2 separate regions of the Zea mays genome follow, and region 1 is linked to region 2. The links are chromatin contacts, called in public Hi-C maps. All regions are on one chromosome and are shown on one strand. The core of a region is the stretch at or near the end of the contact, and the rest is flanking DNA. Distances in the headings are between cores, read along the strand shown.

Region 1 (4,500 bases), core at 526-3,025, 210 kb before region 2:
ACAATATAAAGGGAAAGGACTAGCAACGAGTAGCAATGAGTCCCTTATTATAGAGAAAAGTATGATGAGCAAGCTCTATAATGACAACCAGAAAGCTCTATAAAGACAACCAGAGGTCAACTCAATCAAAATTGTATGAATACTTCATAAAATTGTTGGATCAGTACACCACCGATATAGATAATAACATAAAATGGGGACACAAGTTGACCGTAAAAAAATTATCAAGCAATTAAACTAGATGAAGTAGAAACGCGGAAGAGGCGGAGGAGGAGGATAACAATGAGCATTACCGTATCTTTTTTAGTAACTATATAAACTCTTTAAATTTTTTATTTATTTTGTTTGAGTTATGTATTTTTTTAAAAAAAATCGTGATCGGATGATTTTTTTTTTCAAATAAATATTGTGTTTCATTTCAAATATTAGTTCATAAAAAAGTTGATGTGACACTATGATACCTGTACACTGACAATAAAGACACTATTTACTGGAACGCGTTATGATTGATAGGGTTGAAAACGGTTGTAGTTTAGTGACTTTAGTCGATAGTCAAGGTGACCGAGACCGACGGTAATAAAGACCGAATTCATTGGACCCCGACTTGCTAGCCCAAAGTGTTGCAGAAGCAGCACGGTCGATGGCGCATGCGTCAGGGCCAGGGACAGATGATGAATCGACATATCAGGCACCTGCACTTGCAGGATGGCGCCTGCAACGGATCGGGACATCCGGAGTTCCGGTCATATGGTAGTTGGCTGCAGGATGGCGCGCGTTTAACCGACCCTGGAACTGTAGTTGTTTGTCCCTGTTGGGACTTGCATTGGGAGATGATATCACGCACGGTAAGGTCAAGTTGCTAGGCCAATCGATGTGCTATCGGCATGGAGCGACCTGACGAAGATCGAAGAGGACAGCCGGCCGGGCACCCCAGGAGAGGGGCCGGACAGCACGCGCCACTCCGGACTCCATCCGGAGCTAGCTATCTCCATCTCCAGCTCAGTAAATATTGATGTACATAATATAAAACAATGTTTTATACGGCTATATATATACATGAGCACATACCTTGACCTATCCCTATGTGTCAATGGAGAATTTTCTATTAGATTTAGACACCTCGTCTACATTCACACATGAAGCTATATTTATCCTTGTTTTCATCTCCATGCCTATTACGGTGTAAAATTTATCTCGTATTCATTCTCGTCCGAGGCTCCATTCCCGACAATAAAAGTACGACCACATTATATTTTATATAACATTAACAGCCACGTGACATTCAACAACAATACATTACAAATAAGTACTCGTTTGTTTTTACGGCAAGGAACGAAATTGTTTCTGGATCCTGTTATCCGAACGTGGACATGTTCTTGCGCAACTAACGTTTGGTTAAGTAGAAATTCTCGGATAAATTTTATCTGCTATATATAGATCCAAACACCATTTGTGTTTTAGATGACGTGCTGCAAGAAAAAGAAAATCTTAATTATCAACTTTTGTTGTATTTTATTGGTTAACGTGCATAAATTAACCAGATTCTAAAAAATCACGGGTTCCCAAACGTTTAGCCTGCTAGGGATGGGAAGAACGCGAGTCCGTCCATACTTGCACGTCATCTCATCTCTGTGCACATGCGATCGACGAACACGGCGGTGCTCCGGGCCACACGCGTCGAAACGATCGCTGGCTAGCTAGCAGCTAGGAGTAGACGGATCGGAGACGAGCACTCTATATACCGTACTAGCCAGAGCGCCACTCATTGTGCTATCGTCGGTTCGTCGGGCGTAGCGGCAGCGATGATATTTTAGTCGTACTCGTACAGAAGCCACAGCCCTCTGCTAGCTAGCTAGCTCCTGCTAGAATGGAAAGTGCAGGAGGGGAAGCTCGGCCGGTGCTGCCGCCGCCGCCGCCGCCGGTGCAAGAGCTCGCCGGCGCAGCGAACGACGTGCCAGCTCGGTACGTCGCGCGCGCAGGCAACGAGCCCAAGGTCACGGTAACCGCGCCGGTCCCGGTCATCGACCTCGCCCGGCTGTGCCAGCCGGGCGGCGGCGCCGACGAGGCCTCGAAGCTCCGGCTGGCGCTCGAGTCCTGGGGTCTCTTCCTGGTACGTACGTGCTTTAACGCATACGCACGAACACACCGTGTATCTATCATGCTACAGAGCACTCTACTATATACCGTAGATCTGGACTGGAGCACGTACGTAATGGATGTCGAGTACTATATACCGTAGATCTGGACTGGAGCACGTACGTAATGGATGTCGAGCATGCAGGTGACCAACCACGGCATCGAGGCCACTCTCATGGACGCCATGATGGACGCGTCGAGGGAGTTCTTCAGGCAGCCGCTCCAGGAGAAGCAGAAGCACAGCAACATGATCGACGGCAAGCACTTCCAGCTCCAAGGGTACGGGAACGACCGGGTGGCGTCGGAGGACCAGGTCCTGGACTGGTGCGACCGCCTTTACCTCTTGGTGGAGCCTCAGGAGGACAGGAGCCTTGACCTATGGCCCGCATGTCTAAGGTGTGATCTTCCCATGATGTTGATCGATTAATTACTCCAATATAATTCTACTAGCTACTTGGTGAAGGACTGTCTGCCACATGCATGTCTAATATAATTCTATATATGCAGGGACGTTCTGCACGATTTCACCACAGAGTGCACGAGAGTGAAGGACTGCCTGCTTCGAGAAATGGCGAAGGCGCTAGATGAGCTCGGCGACGACGACGACTACTTCATCGACCAGTTCGGCGACAGGGCCGACACCCATGCCAGGTTCAGCTACTACCCTCCGTGCGCGCGGCCGGACCTCGTCTTCGGCCTGAGGCCTCACTCCGACGGCACGTTCCTCTCGCTTCTCATGCTAGACGACAGCGTCGGCGGGCTTCAGGTTTTCCGGGACGGAGCCTGGTACGACGTGCGCACCAGACCTCACACCCTGCTCGTCAATCTAGGAGACCAAATAGAGGTAAATTCATTTATTAACGAACTATCATTACAATCTTTGTTATGATTGCAAATGGGAGATTAAAGTTTGGCTAATTTAATCTGGTCATGCTTATTATATATGAATAAATGCTGAAATGCAAGACAGATAACTGTTGTGTTTTTTCTTTTCCTTTTACACAGATAATAAGCAATGGGATCTTCAAGAGCCCAGTGCACCGGGTTGTAACAAACGCGGAGAAAGAGAGGCTATCAGTGGTTCTGTTCTATTCTATAGATCCTGAGAGAGAAATCCGGCCCGCTGACAAACTGATAGACGAGAACCATCCAGCACTATACAAGAAGGTGAAAGTCAAAGAATATACTGCTGGACTCTACGAACATTTCTCTCGAGGGAAATTGGTTAAAGAGACTGCAAAGATATAGCTTGTTCGCTTTGGATTAAATCCATGGACTAATCCTTAGAGACAAAAACACTGTATAAGTAGTAAAAGTCGGTACGAATTAAAGCTCAAGCTAGTCGTATCTATGTAATGAATAAGGGTGAAACCTTTGCGATCCTAGATAATAAATGAAATTAATTTTTAATAAAATAAAGTGTATATAGTTCGTTGCAGCTTATCTCGGCTTCATTGGCGTGTCCTGGTCAGAAGCCATGACTATAGATGCTAAAGTGTATATTCAATGGTACCGGTACTTCAACAACAAGGTTAAGACTATCTCGAGCAGCTTACCTAACTTTATACCTATATTTAAACCTTACTCTGCAAATAGTACAGTCTACTGTACAAAACAGTGTTTTTAGGTAAACTATAGATAGCACATAGCTCGCTGCAAACGACCTAACACCCACGCCAGGTTCAACTCTACCATCCATGCTCGAGGTTGTTCTTGTCTTCGGTATGAAGACTCACTCTAGCAGCACATTCATTTCGCTTCTCATGGTAGACAACAGTGTTGCGGGACTACAAAAGACGACATGTTCAGCGAGACATAAAAGTGTTGCATATATACATATGTTGTGTTGAATTTATGGTCATACAAGAAAGGATCAAAACTAGAATGATGATATATGTGATAGGCTAGAGGTAGCACCAATCGAAGAAAACAATTATCCAACACCGGTTGGTTTACATCCACCTCCAGAATCGGTATTGCGTGACCGGATCCTAAAGCGTGATAGTAACGAGAAGAGAGGAAGACCGAAGTTCACAATGAAAGAGGTAGTAAAAGGAGACATAAAAGAATGAGATATACTCAAAGATTTAGTTTTAAATAGGAATCATGAAAAACAAATATTCATATGTTTGATCCATGACTTATGGGTTATACTGGATTTTTAACTCTAGCACAGCCCAACTTTCTTAGGATAAAAGGCTCTGCTGTTATTTCTTTTTACACAGATACTGAACAATGGGATCTTCAGGAGACCAGTGCATCGGGTTGTAACAAATGCTGAGGAAGAGAGATTATCAGTGTTCAGTGGTTCTGTTCAATCCTATAGATCCTGAAAGAGAAATCTAGTCCGCAGGTATCATAAAT
Region 2 (4,228 bases), core at 1,412-3,911:
TCCGTCACTCATACTGGAGTACTCATCTTGTGGTTGTGACATTGTGTGGTTAAATGCAGTCATGAAGAGAGTCCACGCAAGGGCAAGGGCCTCTGGGCCAGTTGTTTCGACGTAAACCAAACAGAAGAAAGGGCTATTCCTAAATCCTACTCGTCTAGCCATCTTGTCTATGTGCTCGGAAGCCAAATTGTGGCCAAATAAGCAAGAATCTGTTTCGACATGAAAAAATTATGCGATCTTATATAGAAAGAGCTATAGTTTCACCGGTATCATGAACAAATAACAAGATGGTTTTCTAGTGGTTGTGGTAACGATTGTCTTGTTTTTTTTTTTGGCGATAGACGATGTTGAATTTTTTTCGTTTTGCTGCAGTGCTGCTACATACCCATACTTTAGCCTTTCCTGCCGTCCTTTTTATAAGAAAAATGAACTTAATCTTCGTAAATTTTCTATACGAGTCCTGTGTATTGCCGCGTTCTAAGAGCATCTCCAATAACTTCCTAGAAGTCTTTTCTAAATCAATTTTTTAGTAAAAACACAAAAACATGTCTCCAACAGTTTCATTATAACGTTCCCAACTTTTCATAGCCTTTAAAAACTCACACATTTGTAACTACAAATGAGGAGTTTTTTGGGCTACCCAGAAACAATCTGCCGCTTTAAGAGGATATGTTAGAGAAATGATTAAAATCTACCCGCACTAATTTTTTAGATGCCCCTTAAAACTGATTTTGATGAGTCATTTTCTGGGTAGCTCTCGGAGATGCTCTAATAAAACCCCTAAAGCTAGTTTGATAACTTTATTTTTCGAGGTATTCTGATTTTACGAAGAAAAATAAACTTTTTTTGAGAAAATAAAAATCCATTAAAAAACGATTTTAACAAGTTAGCCTCAAGACTCTCTAAGGGTACCTGGCAGTGGCACCGCCCCCGCCCCTGGTAGGGCTGGAAACGAGCCGAGCCGAGCTCAGCTCAGTTCGGCTCGGTGCGGCTCGGCTCGTCCATTCCACGAGCTAGCGAAAGAGGCTCGGCTCGGCTCTGAGCCATATTCTGGTAATTATCGTTGCATTATTTGGTGAATTAACATTATATAAATTTGAAATATAGAATCATCATTCTACATTATGAGTAAATTAAATTATAACTTGTAATATATTCATCATCGAAGACTAAAAAATGAGCTATTATCCATAAAATTATCTAATATTCATTATTATTCCATAAATTGATCATTTTTGCAAGGCTCGCGAGCTGGAACGAGCCGGCTCGGCTCGGCTCGCTGCAAAAACGAGCTCGAAACAGGAGCTCAGCTCGGCTCGTTTGAGGCTCGCGAGCCGCTCCGAGCTCGAGCCGGCTCGCGAGCCTCGAGCTAATTTTCCAACCCTAGCCCCTGGCCAGTGAGCTGGGCTTCCCCGTGAGCGTCCAACGGCTCCCCTCCCCCCTCACGCTCTTCTCGGTGAGAGCTCTCACCCCCTCTCCGCTAATCAGCTATAATAATTACAAAATTAATTTTTAGATTTACTTAGCAGATAACAATATGTATTATAACACTACAAAAAATTGTATAATCATTTAAAATTCCAAAAACCGATGTATAAAAGTCAAATAACCCAGGGTTAAGGGGACTTGAATAGGAAAATGATTGGATATGAGGAAAAATAAGGGACAGATATTTGAGGAGATAGATATTTAAATATAAATAGAAATTATGAATGTAGGGATTTAGGAGGGGGAATGGTTCAAAATAGCCTAAGAATAAGAGTTTGCCACCTCTCTTGAGCCATCGTCCGCTCGCTGGCAGGAGTGGATATATGGCCATATGGGTGTTTGTTGGGGTCAGTTGACCCCGATAAAATTTATAAATCTTTAAATAAAACACTAAAGTTTGAAAAAACATTGCATCATATAATGAAGCTGACCCTATTCCGACATCATTCTTTGCTAAATTCGCCATTGCTCGCTCATGCCTAAAAAAAGACAGAGTAAGCACGTTGGGGGGTGCTTGGTTCTTTTAGCAGCACAGGCTAGCATGGTAAGGCTGCCTAATCTTGCTCAGCTTGGCCAGCAAATATAACCATGGACAATTTAAATAGCACAACGACATGCATGTCGTGACTGAAATAGTACAGGAAGGCCCACCCGTCGGCCAGCCTCCAATCGCAGAACGTGGTAGCTTTCTCCGTCCGCTCGCCTTGCCAGCGCGGGAGAGCCGAATTGGCCGCCCGTCCGCTTCAACGACGAGGAAAAGCTAGCTTGCCCAGACAAGTTAGCTTGCTAAGCAACGCAAGGTTCTAAACACAACTAGTACCAAACACCCCGTCGCTAATGCAGTATCCAAGAAGATCATTAGCTTATCCAATGCTGAAGGCAAATGACACGTCAGTGCAAGCTCACTCACTTGATCCAGATCTTTCCATGCCTATGCCTATAACCCTAAATAACGGAGATAAGCTAAAAGATATTTATCTCCTGGGCCCACCTGCCATCCCGGGCCCACCGCACCAGCAAGGCCTGCAACTTTCACACCTAACCCTTCCAAGTTAACTGCATTCACGACCCACCCCCCCTTCTTCTCTCTCCTGGCCACCTCCGTCCATTCCACACTCCCTCCTCCGGACGCACCTTCCCCGCTATATAAGGCACGCGCCCCGAGCACAGGCGAAGAGCGTGCAGAGCGAGACGCGTCGCCTCCTCCCTTCCCCCACCCCGCCGCCGCCCTCGCGTCCGTCCGTCCGTCCGTCCGTTATTAGGGTTCGGTCGCCGCCATGGCGATCCTCTCGGCGCTCGCCACCGAGGTGCTCATCCCCGTCGCCGCCGTCATCGGCATCGCCTTCGCCGTCGTGCAGTGGGTGGTCGTGTCGCGCGTGAAGCTCTCCCCGGCCGCGTCCGGCGGCAGCGGCGGCAAGGCCGGCTACGCCGACTCCCTCATCGAGGAGGAGGAGGGGCTCAACGACCACAACGTCGTCGTCAAGTGCGCCGAGATCCAGAACGCCATCTCCGAAGGTGAGGCCGCCCGCCGGGGGTTCCTCAGATCTGGGGCCGATGCTGGGTCCGCCTAGATCCACGCGTTTCTCGGCTGCTCCGGCGAGGATTATGTTTTTTTAGTGTCCGTCGTTTGTTAATAGGATATGCACACGTTTCTCTAAGAGTGGGTGAGATCTTTGCGGGGGGTAGAAGGTCCGGAGTTTTGCTACCCGTTCGTTTATTTAGTGGGTTTCACGCTGATCTGGTCATCTGGCGGTGAAGTTCCTATTATTAGGCTGCGGATGCCTGGGTGAGCTCGAATGCCATTCTATTTTTACCCTCTTCCGGGACCGTAGCAACTGTCTAGGTAGCACAAAATCATCATTTTGTTAGGACCGAAGCGAGTTTCAGGTTGCATGATTTTTTCGGAATGGAAGACAAATATCTATGTCTGTGTGGGGTGGGTGGGTGGGGGCTCGGTACCTCTGGGGACTAACAATTGGTGTATCCCTTCCCCCCTTCAAACCCTTCAAACTATGTACTTTTTTATGATATATTTTTGTTCACTACTGGCACCGTCCCAACTGTGGATTTTTTTCAAGGGTGGCTCATGTGATGTGCTACTGTTGTTTTGCTAGTATTCGATTCACGGGCCCCAAGTAGGGCTGGCAAACAATTCCTTTTTCCCACCTCTTGGACGTGTGATGAGTGTGGGCTTTGGCTTTGGATGCTTGTAGTAGCTTAGCTGGTGGATCTAGGCTTTATTGAAGTTGTCTTTTAATGCCTATCCGTGTTCTTGCCCTGTGTCGGTGCTGCAGTAAAAGGTGTAGCTTTCAGTTGACATGGCCCGATCTCGCCTGGCGCCTTTCTTCTAGACTAAAACTCGGTAATGGAAGGTGCGTGACGGATCTGTCACAAATTGATTATGCAAACACGTAGCAAGTTAGGCAGAGCACCATTTGGTAAGTAGATCTGGACCTGGAAGTTCCTGGGTGGGGGTTCTCTGCCATCTGTCACCCACGTGTCGTTTGTTCACTGACCTTTGAACTTCCCATTTAGATCAGCATGGATGGCCCTAGTGCTCATCAGATACTTGTCCGATATGTGGGGCTTTTGTTTTAAGCGGGTCACCAATCTTTGACCCGATGTGCATGTGCTATTTTCTATGATTGAGACGGCGACACAGGAAGATGAGCACTTTTGGAGTTACCTGGTTGGGGGTCCATGAGTTAGCTGCTTACCTGTGTGGTTGACAAATGGATGT

What was found. A called contact is a pair of places that touch in the nucleus more often than the background predicts.
Region 1: a contact with region 2 is called in a Hi-C map of root tip, with 8 times the contacts expected there. The contact joins the promoter of LOC100281145 here to the promoter of LOC100382506 in region 2. A contact is called at or near these places in 12 of 25 Hi-C or Micro-C datasets (bundle sheath, ear, endosperm and 4 more) and 2 of 3 datasets of contacts at active chromatin or transcription factors (leaf and seedling).

Annotation. Positions count from the first base shown.
Region 1 is chr9:16,106,556-16,111,055 of Zm-B73-REFERENCE-NAM-5.0, reverse strand. LOC100281145 reads left to right here and starts at 1,775. Exons shown (of 4, transcript NM_001196990.1): 1 at 1,775-2,110; 2 at 2,282-2,532; 3 at 2,644-2,980; 4 at 3,142-3,544. The coding sequence starts at 1,868. The coding sequence ends at 3,384.
Region 2 is chr9:15,894,779-15,899,006 of Zm-B73-REFERENCE-NAM-5.0, reverse strand. LOC100382506 (vacuolar proton pump-like protein) reads left to right here and starts at 2,661. Exons shown (of 8, transcript NM_001357030.1): 1 at 2,661-3,003. The coding sequence starts at 2,766.